Regions from separate parts of the Bos taurus genome. Here region 2 is linked to region 1. Evidence: chromatin contacts called from public Hi-C data. All regions are on one chromosome and are shown on one strand. Each heading gives the region's core, a stretch centred on a gene start, on an enhancer-like site or on the middle of the called end of the contact. The rest is flanking DNA. Distances are from core to core; before and after follow the strand shown. Region 1 overlaps KIFBP (kinesin family binding protein). Region 2 holds the start of SRGN (serglycin).

Region 1 (6,824 bases), core at 1,292-3,791:
ATTGGAGTGGGTTGCCATTCCCTTTTCCAGGAGACCTTCTCAACCCAGGGATCCAACCTAGATCTCCCACATTGCAGGCAGATTCTTTATCACCTGAGCCACCAGGGAAGCCCACATCTTTTTAAAACTCCTAGTTTTTTTTAATATGTATCTATTTTTTTTATTTGACTGATCCAGCTCTTAACTGTGGCATGTGGGATTCTTTAGTTTGTGGCAAGCAAATTCTTACTTGCAGGCATTCAGGATCTAGTTCCCTGACCCAGGGATAGAACCCAGGCCTCCTGAATTGGGAGCGTGGAGTCTTAGCCACTGGACCACCAGGAAATCCTGACTTCTTTCTAGTTACATTCCAAGTAATTAAAAATGAAAGGAACTAGGAAAAAAGTAAATAACACAACTAAACTGTTTATTACCTTCCTCTTTGGGGAACTAACTCATTTATAGTTACTCCTTCAGATAACACAAATGCATATGAAAACGGTAAGAGTAAGAAATATTACATACATGTAACACATTGTTAGTATTGATATTTTAACATTACAGTAAGGCTGAAATCTGTCTTAAAAATATTGCAAAGAAATACCATTAATAGCATGATGTTTATGCTAAGTTATTTAATAAAATATACTACAGAGAAATGCTCTAGGTCTCTCAAAGATACTAAAATAAAGACAGTGTTAAATCTACCATCATAGTTAAAGTTATCTCCCCTACCTCCTGGGGCAAAAAAAAAAAAAGAGGAAGGAACTAAGATGGTTGAAAAATAGTCAGTTCATTCTCTTCTTCCTGGACGATAAAATTAAACATCAGATAACCAGTGGTCAGCCCCAAAGCCAGCTCTTCTCTTCATTTGAAAAGTCTTCTCTCTAGATCTGCATTGTTCAGAACAGAGTCATGTGCTGCGCGTGGATGCCTACTGAGCATTTGAAATGTCCAAACTGAGATGTGATCAGTGTAAAATAATATACACCCAATTTCCAAGACTTAGTACAAATTACAAAATAGTGCAACAACTTTTTAGTATTAATGACAAATAGAAATGAATATTTCTTTATATATTCTAGGTGGAAGAAATACAAGTTAAAATTAATTTCACCTGCTTTTTTCTTTGTCTAATGTAACCATTTCCCAGGTGGTGCTAGTGGTAAAGAACCCACTTGCCAATGCAGGAGACATAAGAGACATGGGTTCGATCCCTGGGTCGGGAAGATGCCCTGGAGGAGGGCATGGCAACCTACTCCAGTATTCTTACCTGTAGAATCCCAAGGACAGAGGAGCCTGGCAGGCTACAGTTCATGGGGTCACAAAGAGTTGGACACGACTAAAGCGACTTAGCACTGAGCACAATGTAGCCACTGGAAAACTTAAAGTGACATATGTAGCTGGTTTTCTATTTCTGTTGCTCAGCACAGCTCTACACAGGTGTCTCCATCTGTGCCCATGGTTGCCATCCACAGGAGGAGCACCCACAAATCTTCAGGTACACCGGGCTCTTATTAGGCTCCAGACCCATAACTAAAGCACCTCACACACCTCCTGCTCCTCTCAGGAGACTAGGACCCCTCATCCTCAGTATGTCCACAATGGAACTCTCCCTCTTCCGCAAACAGGTTCCTATTCTACTCTTATTTTAGTGAAGGTCACTCCCTCGATCTGGACAGCCAGCCGATGCAGGAGAATCATCCTTGATGTCTCTCTCCTCTCTTAGCCCACACTTCGTGTCTATCATCAAATCCTTTCTGTCTTGCCCCCTAAATAACCTCTTGCACCCACTCTTTCCCACCATCTCTTCTGCCACCATCCTAGCCCAAGATCCCTTCACATCTCACCCACACTGTTCCAGTGACCTAAGTAATCTTCCTCGTCCACACCTGCCTTCCCTCAATCCTCCATTCTGCCACCTAAGTGATCAGTCCAAACCCTCCCGCCCCCCACCAAGGCTTCCAGTTATGGAAGGCCCAGCATGTTCCAGCCCTTTTCTAACTCGGCCTTCTATCACACATGCTCTCTCTGCTCCAGCCTCACAGGCCTTGCTCCATCATTTCCACCACCATGCTCCCTACACCTCAGAACTTTTCAACATGCTGCTTCAGCTCCTTGGAATGCTGTGCTTTTTCTCCAGTCTAGAAATTCCTACGCATTCCCAGAGCTTCCTTCGGATGTTACTTCCTCCCATTGTGACTTTTTTATATCTTGTGTCTCTCCTTTGTGGAACTTACTGAAGTTGCACTTCTGTATGACGTAAAAAACCAGGTCTATTTTTGTTCATCATAGTACAATGACTACTATAAACCTGTCAGAAATAAATACCTAAATTTATGTTATTAAACTTGAATTAAAGAAGGCTTTTCAGATAAGCAGATGACCAAAGGATGAAGCTAAGGTAACAGCCAGATTAAAGAAATCTGAGTAATTTAGTGGTGTGGTCACTGTGTGAGTTTAAAACAAGCAGGTGGTAAATTCCAGTGCCCAGTCTGGAACGCACGGACTAAAGGAACGGCAAGCGTAAGCCACAGGGTGCTCTGCTCGACACGGTCACTTCAAATGCAGGCCCAAGCCTCTAAATCGTGTTTACTTACCTGCTTCCTGGCAGTGTCTTTATTTACACACTTTCTAGACTGCTTTCCGAGCAGAAGAATGCTGACAGATTTTCCAGGCTGCAGTTTCTCTAGACGTAAAACTCCCTAGTTCTTCTCCCCACACCCTTCCTTTTCCAAATATGCCTCATCTTTGCACTACCTCCAAAGTGCTCTCACCTTTGAAACACTCCTGCTTCTGGGGTTTTGTGGTTTGTTTGCTTTTATTTTGTATAGTAGTTTCACAAGGTTCTATATTTACTAGTAAAACAGTTACACTTTACTGCATGTAAACAGAAGAGAGGCCTGACAACTCCTCCAGGAAAGTCTCCTGGAGAATATGCATCCAAATGATTTATTTTCCTCTGTAGTGTTAGTCTCTCAGCTGTGTCTGACTCTTTGTGACCCCAGGGACTGTAGCCCTCCAGGCTTCTCTGTCCATGGAATTCTCTAGACAAGAATACTAGAATGGGTTGCCATTCCCTTCTCCAGGGGAATCTTCCTGACCCAGGGATAGAATCTGGGTCTTCTGCATTGCAAGCAGATTCTTTACCATCTGAGCCACCAGAGCTCTGATTAGGAACTAGAATCCATTAAGTATGGATTAGTAATAGTGGTATCAACAATGATAGTTAACACTGATTGAGGACTTAGTTACCTCTTTCTGAGCCCTTTAAACATATTTAACTCACAGAAACACTATTAAGTAATATTATTATCTCCATCTTACTTGTGAGGAAACTGAGACACAGAGAAGTTAACTGCCATGGAGACACAGCCACAAACTAACAGGGCTGTTTCCAGATACATTCATACTTCTATTTTTATCAATATATATATTTACTGTCTGAAGTATATAAAGATTAGTAAGATTTCCTGCCATCAGGTTGCTTCCAGTCTAAGAAGAGGTAAAGGAATAAGATAAGAATATGAATAAGAACAATGCAAAGTCAAGTGACTTAGGGAGGGTTCTTGAGGGAGAAGAGATCTGTAGGCTTTAAGAATCGTATATACATTCAATAGTTTTTGAGCACCTGTTATGTCTAGAAATTGGTACATAGTATGAATATGATGAAGACTCCCCTCTGATGGGGCTTATGCTCTATCCAATAGCAAGTCTTGAAGGAAGAGGTGCTGTTTGAGACAGCCTTAATGGATGAGTAAGATTTGGATAGGCTGAGACAGGGAAAGCAAGAAACAAGCTTTCTGCATGCCACAAATAATACACATGCAGTGAGCCAATGAGCATACTTCCCATTTTAAGCTTTTACTTACATCCTACTGTTTAAGACAGAAAAGATCACTTTTGACTGTATTACCTGCATGGAAAGTTGGGCATTCTGCATGAGAGTCAAACAGTACTTGATCCAGCATCTTGCTATTTCCCCTTTTCTTTGGTGATAAAGCTCTGGCACATCTCCTTCAGCTTCCGTAGCTAAAAGGTACAACGTGACTTGTGTAAGCCAATGGTCACAACTGTAATTTTCATTGTGTATGCCATTCTTCTTTATATCACTCTTGATTATAAAAATAACAAGTCCTAACTGAAGCAGTGGGAAGAAACTCACCCAAAATTCCTACCACCCAGAGGTTCTTTCTAGTTTTTTTTCTTTTGTATTACCTACAGGTAGAAACTAAGGTCACCACATATATTAAATTTTGAGTACAAGCACCTCAGATATTGCTGGATTGGTTCCAGATCACCGCAGTAAAATGAGTCTCATGAATTTTTGGTTTTCTGTGGCTTATAAAAGTTAAGGTTTGCACTATGGTCTAGTCTATTAAGTGTGCAATAGCATTGTCTTAACAATGTACACATTCTCATTAAAAAATACTTTATTGCTAAAAAAAATGCTAAACATCATTTAAGGCTTCAGAGTCATAATCTTTTTTTTTTTGGTTAGAGGGTCTTGCCTCATTGCTGAGGGCTGCTGACTGATCAGGGTGCTGGTTACTGAAGGCTGAGGTAGGGAGGCTGTGGCCGTTCCTTAAAATAAGACAACAGAGAAGTTTGCTGCATGATGGACTCTTTCTTTCAGGAACAATGTCTTCTGTAGAATGCAATGCTATTTGATAGCATTTTACCCACAGTAGAACTTCTCTCAAAATTAGTCAATCCTCTCAAACCCTGCCACTACTTTATCAAGTTTATGTAATATTCTAACTCCTCTGTTGTCATTTCAACAATTTTCACAGTATCTTCACCTGGAGTAGATACCATCTCAAGAAACCACTTTCTTTGCTCATCCCTAAGAATCAAGTCCTCATCTGTCAAAATTTAGCATGAGATTGTAGCAACTCAGACAAACCTTCAGGTTCAACATTTTAAAAATATTTATTTACCTATTTATTCAGCTGCACTGGGTCTCAGTCGTGACGGATGAGAGCTCTGGTTGTGGCATGTGGAATCTAATTACCTGAAAAGGGACCAAATGTCGGTCCCTTGCTTTGAGAGCTATTAGCCACTGGACTACCGGGGAAGTCCCCTAGGTTCAACTTTTCATTTTAGTTCTCATGCTATTTCTACTATATCTGCAGTTACTTCCTCCACTACAGTCTTGCAGCCCTCAAAATCATCCCTGAGGGTCTGGTCAACTTATTCCAAACTGCTGTTAATGTTGATATTTTGACCTCTTCCCATGAATTACAAATCTTCTTAATGACATCTAGAATGGTGAATCCTTTCCAGCAGATTTTCAATTTACTTTACCCAGATATATCAGAGGAGTCGCATCTACGGCAGTGATAGCCTCATGATTTTTTTCTTCAAATAATAAGACTTGAAAGTCGAAATGACTCCTTGATCTATGGGTTACAGAATGAATGTTGTGTTAGCAAACAACATTAATCGTAAGTACATCTCCATAAGAGCTCTTGGATGACCCAGGTACACTGTCAAGGAGCTATAATACTTTGAAAGGAATTTTTTTTTTGGAACAGTAGGTCTCAGCGATGAGCTTAAAATTTCCAGGAAACCATGTGTTGTCATCCAGGTTTTGTTGCTCCATTTACAGAGCACAGGTAGCATGACTGGCATAAAGCATAATCAGCATAATTTTTAAGGACCCTAGGATTTTCAGAATGGTAAAATCACCAGCTGCACTAGCCCCTAACAAGAGTCAGCAGCTTGTCCTTTGAAGCCAGGCACTGACTTCTCCCCAGCTATGAAAAGTCCTAGATGGCCTCTTCTTCCAACAGAAGGCTGTTGTGGCCATACTGAAAGTCTGTGTAGTGTAGCCACCTTCATTAACGATCTTAGCTGGATCTTCTGGGTAACTCGCTACTTCACCTTGCCCTTTTATGTTATGGAGACGACTTCCTTCTGTAAATCTCAACTTCAAACTTTTCTTCTGCAGCTTCCTCACCCCTCTCAGCCTCCACAGAATTGAAGAAAATTAGGGCCCGGCTCTGGATTAGCCTTTGGCTTAGAGGAATGTTGTGGCTGGTTTGATCTTCTATCCAGACCACTAAAACTTTCTCCATTATCAGCAGTAAGGCTGTTTTGCTTTCTTATCATTTGTGTGTTCACTGGAGTAGCACTTCTAACGTCCTTCAGCAACTTTTTCTTTGCATTCATAACTTGGCTAACTTGCACAAGAGGGAGTATCTTCTGGCCCATTTTTACATGCATTCCTCACTAAGTTTAATTATTTCTAGCTTTTAGCTTAAAGTGTGAGATGTGCAACTCTTCCTTTTACTTCAAGGTCATGGTAGGGTTATTAACTGATCTAATTTTGATAATGCTGTGTCTTCAGGAAATAGAGAGGCCCAAGGAGAGGGAGGGCAACACAAGGCAACAGCCAGTCAGTGGAGCAGTCAGAACACGTTTACCAACTAACGTTACCATCTTATATGGACATAGTCAGTGGCACCCAAAACAATTTCAACAGTGAAAGATCACTGATCACAGGCCATCATAACAAATAATAATGAAAAAGTGTGAAATATAGGCATTACCAAAGTGTGATAAAGACATGAATTGAGAAAATGCTCTTAGAAAAACAGTATTAAAAAAAAAAAAAGAAAAGAAAAACAGTATTGATCAATTGCTCCAGAGCTGCCACAAAACATTTTTTTTTTTAATTCAGTGAAATGTAATAAAATGAGGGCTTCCCTGATGGCTCAGATGGTAAAGAATATGCTCCCAATGCGGGAGACCCAGGTTCGATCCCTGGATCGGGAAGATACCCTGGAGCAGGGAATGGCAACCCAAACTCTTGCCTGGAGAATTCCATGGACAGAAGAGCC
Region 2 (7,464 bases), core at 3,530-6,029, 180 kb before region 1:
AAACTAATAGTTTACGAAGAAGAATCCAAGTGAAAGAGTGTATCTTTTCACTAGCTAAAAAAACACAACTTTGATAAATTAGAAAACTAAAATACAAATTCTTTCTAGAGTTTGGCATCTTAGCTTTTAAAATTTATAACAAGCCTCTTTTTTTGAGAGATAGAATGTGAAAATTCTCTTTAAGGCGAGACATTTCTTTCCAACTTTTATTATTATTAGCTGCACGGCACAGCACGTAGGATCTTAATTCCCTGACCAGGGATCGAACCCATGCCCCCTGCACTGGAAGTGTGGAGTCTTAACCACTGGACTGCCAGGGAAGTCCCCAAGAGGGATTTCCTTTTTTGGGTAATGAAAATGTTCTAAAATTGACTATAGTGATGGCTGCACATATCTGTGAATATACTAAAAAACCATTGATGTACACTTTAAATGGGTGAATTGTATGGTATATGAACTCTGTCTCAATAAAGATGTTCCAAAATTTATAAGAAATCAAAAGGAGAAGTCCATCTTCTCCAAAAAAATGTTTATCTAATTTGAGATTGGGGCTTCCCTGGTGGTTCAGCAGTAAGGAATCCTACAATGCAGGAGACACAGGTTTGATCCCTGGGTCAGAAAGATCCTCTGGAGAAGGAAATGACTACCCACTCCAGTATTCTTGCCTGGGAAATCCTATGGACAGAGGAGCCTGGCAGACTACAGTCCATGGGGTCACAAAGGATCAGACACGACTTAGCGACTAAACAACTTGAGACTGATGATTTTACTTCATTTGTTTTAATTTTAAAAAGTTTTATTGGTATTTAACATATTTAACCCGGCACACAATTCACTCTTCTAATATGTACATTTCAGTGGGGGTTTTTTTAGCATGTTCATAGGTATGTGCACAAATTTAAAACAATTTTATCATCACAGAGAAATCCTCTGTCCTTTAGCTATCCAACTCCTGTATCTTATGTGTCTCATCCCTAAGTAACCAGTAATCAATCTACTTTTTGTCTCTGTATTTTTTACCAAATTAGACATTTTATATAAATAAAACAATATGAGGTGGGTTTCTTTTTAAGTATGACTGGCCTATAACACTATATTTGTTTCAGATGCATAACATAGTGATCCTCCATTATTACACATTACAAAATGATTAACACAGACTGGGGATCTTAAATCTGCTTTAAAATAAAGAACATGGTTACAGATACCAAGTTCCTGATATATTTATTCAAGAGTGTTGGCAGGATGTGAAAATTCGACAGTTCCAACCCCGCAATGTGTGGGAGTATCTTGATTCTCTTCTGCTTGAGAGAAGTGTCTTGTGATTACCGTAATTTAAAACATAAGAGGAAACATGCTCATGGACAGAAAAATGATCTTCCTAAGAGGTCCCACTTACAGGTCTCCTAGTTAATTCTGTAGTGGATGCAAGGAAGAAGAATGTTTTTTATTTGGAATCACTTCCCTCACTGCCTACCCCTGTCCTTTCTCTCTGTGTCTCTGTCTTCATCTCATACACAGAGTCTACTAGTTCTACTTTAGCAAAACACTGTCTATGAATAAATATTACCATTTATAAAAATAAACCTCTGACACTGGGCAAATAACTTACCCCAGTAATCTCTCTGGATCTTTTTACATTGTAGTATCAATATTTCCCCAACGTCATCACAGTTTACTAATTTCCTATTCTTAATGGAGACTTGCTGCGGGTTTGTTAGAAAAACTTTAAAATTGCCATGTTAGGGGAGAAAAAAGACCATTTTCATTCATTGTTTAGTGGCATCCAAACAGACACCACTATCTAAGTTGGAGCTGCTTCCTCCTGGCCAATCAGCTCACCCTTGTGTGTTTTTTTGACAAGCTATAAAAAGTTCCAAGTTTACTTTCAATTTCTCCCTCTCTGTCCCTCAACTCAGTGGTTTTTGTAGTAAGAGCTGTAGTCAAAGCAAGGTTGTTTTAAATAAAGACAATCGCTACTCCACCTAGGAAACAGCTAAATTGCCGTAGAAAGTTAATTTGCACTTGAAATCAGGTGACCAGCTCTGCCATTAATTAGTTGTAATGGGTCTAGGGCAAGTCTCACGCATTTTTTGCAAGAGGTTGATGTAAAGAGGAAATGAGATAATGAATCTAAGATCCAGTTTTCGTCTCTATAAATTGGTATTAATTCCTCCTCACAGGGAATGTGATGACCATTTACCTGAGAATGGATGCTAAATCACTTTACAATTGAACAGCAGTGAACACTGGTGGGATCAATATTATTGTGAACTCAGAGGCAGTGTAGAGTGGACATAGGGTCTGGCAATGACCCCCTGGCTACACCTGCTCATGGATTTTCCATTTTCCTTCTTTATGGGCATCTTTGAAAAAGAGAGTTAATAAAAGAATTTGGGATTCACAGGCCTCATCAGTAATCTCCTGGAGCTCTACATTAAATTGATTAGCCATCTGTCCTCTCCAGGGTCTCCCACACCTTGCCAAACTTCCGACTCTTTGCACTTGATAGATGGACTTTTATAGCATGTTTTTATTTCAGCTTCACTTATAGTCACTGATGTGGACTGAATTGTGTCACTCCAACTCAATGTACTGAAGTGCTAACCCCTAATACCTCAGAATAGGACTGTATTTGGAGATAGGGACTTAAAAGAGATAGTTGAGATATAATGAGTTTACATGGGTGAGCCCTAATCCAGTATGGCTGTTGTCCTTATAAGAAAAGGAGATCAGGACACAGAAACACACAAAGGACCATGTGAAGACAGAGATAAGATGGCTATCTACAAGCCAAGGAGAAAATCTTCAGGATGAAACTAACCCAGCCGACACTTTGATCTTGAACTTCTAGTCTCCAGAACTGTAAGGAATAAATTCCTGTTGTTTAAGCCACCCAGCCTGTGGTACTTTGTTATGGCAGCCCTAGCAAACTAATACAGTAACCTGAGATGTTTCGTTTCAGTAAAAACAAGCCAAAAGCCTAGTGGAATTGATCATTCCGTCAAATCAATGGGTTAAGAAAAAAAAGTATTTTTAAGTGGGGAAAGAGGGCTACAGAATCATATCTGGCATCACATAGAATATTATGAAATAGAGACCTCTTCGCAGCCTTGAGTTGATGTCACGCGTGCTCGCACGCACACACACACACACACAGAGCCAGTGGGTGGGCGTCTATTTCCCTTCTTATTCAAATGTAGGCACAAACCGTTAATTCCAATACCAACTGCACTTCTCCTTTGGAAACTCCCTAGTTTTTCAGTCTATTCATTCTCATTTTTGGTTCCCTTCCCAACACAGAGCAAAACGTACCTAGTGATGGCATAAATATTAGTATTTTATAAAATTTTATAACGGTTTCTTCACTACTTTCTGGAAAATACCTATTATACAAAGAACACTTTTGTTTTTAGTTTTCCCTATTGAATCTTAGTGGGAAATGTGACATTTCTGGGAGATTTTGAAGATGTAAAGATTCATCAAGCTCTGGTCAGAGTAGACCCAACACCAACAGGTCACTCAGGTCTGTTCTACAAACACGGACTTGACTGCCTGGATCTTGTCAGAACACATTAGGGAATTATTTCATTGGCTGAAGGTTTTCCCTGAAAGATCGGAGTAAAGCCTGTTCCTTACAATCGACAATGTTTTATCCTTTAAAAAAATAAATAGATTAATGGAAAGGTTTCATCAACATTATTTGCTGGTTTTTCTTCAACAATTGTATAACAAGAAGAAAGTGATTTTATAAATTTCCAATATATAATGAATGTATCTGAGGTTATGTGTACAATTTCATTTCCACCAGAAGTAAAAACAAGACAACTAGAAGTCACCTCGAAGAAACGTATCTAGATGTGTGCATCACTGTGACTCAATATTTCCTTTACGATGCGGAGGAACTTAGTGTTTTTCTACTATAAATTCTCCCTTCTACTTATCAGGCCATGACTATAATCCCTTATTTACCAAAGGAGAAGAAACTGTGTTTTTCTTACAAACTGATCATTTTCATTTTCTTAGTCATTAAAGGTTTTTAAGTTGTTTCATTCTGACTAAACAATCCTAAAAGATAGACCTAACAAGAATTTTCCAAATATGCTGTTTCTCTGAGCAACGACACAATTACTAAAATTCTTTGGCCTTTCTTTAAAATCTGAGAGGGTATTCATTAGCTGTGTCTAAACGTAATTGAATTTTCACTTAGAACCAGGTTTTTAAAAGAGAAAATACAAGTAAATTTACTCTGATTTTAAAAATAGTATTTCCCAGTGTCAAAATAATTATAACATCACTAATTATTAAAACTTGGGATAGATGTGGGCACTTAGAGGTTAAACCATTTTCTCTATTCCTTTCTTGAACCTTTAAAAATTTGTAGGCCATTTTCACCTGACAATAAAATAATACATTTCAATCATTTTAAGAACTTACAAGGCCGTAGCTGCCTCAGAGTTTAACTTTTTTTTTTTGGTACCAAACTTAACCAACTTCACTCTAAGGAGTTCAGCTACCCCAAATTCTTTTTTTTTTTCTCGGCCTACTTTCCCATAATATACTATATTCTATGCCTTAGAGTGACTATAATCATTTGTGTGGACCCTGGGGCATACAAGATTATAAGGTGACAAGATTACTGGGTCTTACCTTGAACTGAAGATGAAAACAGGATGAAGGCAAGAGCCAGAACAAGCCTAGCGCACTGGAGGAGCACCTGCATGGTGACCAACTTGCTTCAGCTCCACCACTCACACACCAACCTCACAGCAGGGAAGTGTAGCCGGGTGCTCTCTGTCCCTTTTTGAAAAGGTTCCAAAACCTCAAACCCTGCCCAGAACACACGTCACAGTTTCCTGAACAAATAGAAAGAGATCCACATCAACCCCAGAAAGATTTAGAAAAAAAAGAAAAAGGCAGTTTCATACCCGTTATGAAACTGCAGTGAACTCTCCCCAGGTCTGCTTTCTCAAAAGTTTTGTTGTTTGACACTTGCCTGTTAGAAATTGTTTCCCACTGAAACAGTAGAATCAGCATTCAGGACACTTTGTTTTTTCTTTCTTCAGGTAACAATCTAAACACAAGTTTGCTAGCCCACTGCACAGCTGATGAGATAAGAGAGTTGGATGTTGCCTTTTCATCACTGAGGCCCTTCAAAGTAAAATATTCTTGATTTTATTTTTCATCAGGGGTAGCATAACTCACAGAGCCAAGCATAACAAGTGAAACTTCAAAGCTGAGTTCTAATCTACAAGAAAGTGTTGTTGGATTTCAGATAACTGGTTTCTTCTGATCAGATTCAGTTTCTCTCCCTGGACCAGCAGCTCTCCCTCTGCCTCAAGAATCTAGTGAGGATTTTTGATTATGAAGAACTGGGTAAAACACAGAAATGATTTTGCAGTCCTCTGCTCCTTCACACCGAACATTTCTTATGATTTGATTCCATTTATACTCTTTTTGTTTTGTTGTTTCCTCCTGGTAAAAATTTTCAACTTGACTTTCAGGTGCTCTGGCCTTGAATAAGCCAGAAATCAGAAACAAGGGGAGGCTTTCCTGTCAGTGGGCTGCTGGACCTCAGAAAACACAAAACAAAGTAAAAGAATAGCATCTCCCCCATATCCTGGGGATCATATGCTGACTGAAGCCTGAGGAACACGACGTACAGGCTCCATAATAAAGTCACATAATAACACAACAGTTTATCACACACTCTTGCCCTTGAAACACACACTCTCTCCATTTCAACATGTCTAATGTTGAAATGCATGTCTAATGCAATGCCCACTTTCCATTTTCATCCTCCCTCTGGCCTGTCCTTTGACAGGAGGGAGGAGTTTCCCTTCCCTTGTTCTTGGCTTCCTGCTGATTCCTTTACCATTTCCTGCCAAGGAGGGGCCTCAGACTAATCGCTGAGCAGCTGTGGTGCAAGTCCACAAAGGCTGCAAAGCATGCACATTTTGACCCTCCTCAGAACCAGCTGGAAATGTGTCCAGGGACAACTCCAAGTGCAGTAAACAACCCCCAGACTCTCAAATCCAGTGAGTTCCCCACCGTGGAATACTAGTTTCAGATTGAAATAACAACCCTCATCTTTGGCCCCTTTTAAGTCTATCCCCCAATTTAAAACCCTGGCACCAAAACAATAATCCCTGTCAATAGCTTAAATAAGTCCCCTTTCAGTAAGTTCTCAGATCTGATTAGAGCTTGTGCTTTAAAATGGTAATTTTGGAGCCTTTTTCCTCTTGAGTATTTTTTTTATTCTCTAGGTTTTAGTAATTTTTTTTTTTAAGTATTCACAATATTCATTAGCATTTGCCCTGTTTCTGCTACACTGACAACCAAGTTTCTTTTTCCAAATAGTCGTCCCCCGGCTTCAGTTCCCTAGTCCTCTTCAAGCTGTGCAAGAGCAGGACACATGCCTGCAGAAGCCACAAGTCCTGGGTCTGAGCTCACTGACCAGATGAGAGATGCTAGGCCACGTACTCCTTGCGTGCCCATCATTCTAGTTCTAAGGATGATGTGGGACACCAATGAGGGGCACCCATGAGAGCTCATGACTCTGAGAGTCGTGTTGGCAGTGGTCCTGTGGGTTGGGTATGGTCTTCTTGCCCAAAGTGTCCTCCGTTAGTCAAAAAGGACCCCTATCTTTCCCTAAACCTCAACCTCTACAAAAGACAAATTCCATTCCATTTAATCCTTCATTCACCAGGCAACCTTTTTTTTTTTTTTTTTAATGGAGTTCTTCTTTTTAATGTTTATTTATGTATTTATTTAATTTTGACCATGCTAGGTCTTTGTTGCTGTGAGGGCTTTTCTCTCACTGCGGCGAGCGGGGACTACTCTTTGTTGCAGCACACAAGCTTCTCATTGCAGTGGCTTCTCTTGCAGAGCACAGGCTCTCGGCAGGCGGGCTTCAGTAATTGCAGCACACAGGCTGCCCTGCGGCATGTGGCGTCTTCCCCGATAAACCTCGAACCCGAACACGTTGTCTCTTGCATTAGCAGGCAGATTCTTTACCACTGAGCCACCAGGGGAGCCCCTCACCAGGCAACCTTAAATGCACCTACTTTACTTGATTTACCTCTAAAATGAGTATCTTTATGCCTTAAGAGTCATCCTGGAACAGTTCCTTGTTGTCTTAAAGTGTAACTAACCCCCACCCCATTCCAGAGCAATACAAACACTATCTTTCACTAGCTATTGGTATCTGGGTGGTCTTTGGAAAAGGGGAGTCTGGAGCACTTGAACTTTCCTAGCATCACAACTCAGCAGAACACTTGTTACAACAAAGTGATGCTGTTTTAAGACAAATTGAGGTTGTCAGAGGAGATACTGAAGGCAGCACAAAAGTGTCCCAAGGGACAGCTCCAGGGCTCAGTTCTTTTCAAAAACTCCAAGTTAAAGATTCTGCCACTCAGCAGCCTCTGGGACTTTCTTGGCTCTTCACTTGAGAAGGTCTTGACT

The links. Hi-C and Micro-C count contacts between places; a contact is called where the count stands out from the background.
Region 2: a contact with region 1 is called in a Hi-C map of liver, with 1.8 times the contacts expected there. The contact joins the promoter of SRGN here to the enhancer-like site in region 1. A contact is called at or near these places in 3 of 11 Hi-C or Micro-C datasets (liver, skeletal muscle and an unstated tissue).

Annotation. Positions count from the first base shown.
Region 1 is chr28:25,294,073-25,300,896 of ARS-UCD2.0, reverse strand. KIFBP (kinesin family binding protein) reads right to left here. Exons shown (of 7, transcript NM_001034559.2): 6 at 3,896-4,011. Among named protein-coding and RNA genes, the nearest start is that of KIFBP, 49 kb to the right of the region's middle. Within about 2 kb of position 2,541, at least 6 of the 102 cell types and tissues checked have an H3K27ac peak or open chromatin away from gene starts, as enhancers often do. A contact at or near this core is called in liver, where this site is marked.
Region 2 is chr28:25,472,090-25,479,553 of ARS-UCD2.0, reverse strand. SRGN (serglycin) reads right to left here and starts at 4,779. Exons shown (of 3, transcript NM_001025326.2): 1 at 4,651-4,779. The coding sequence starts at 4,723.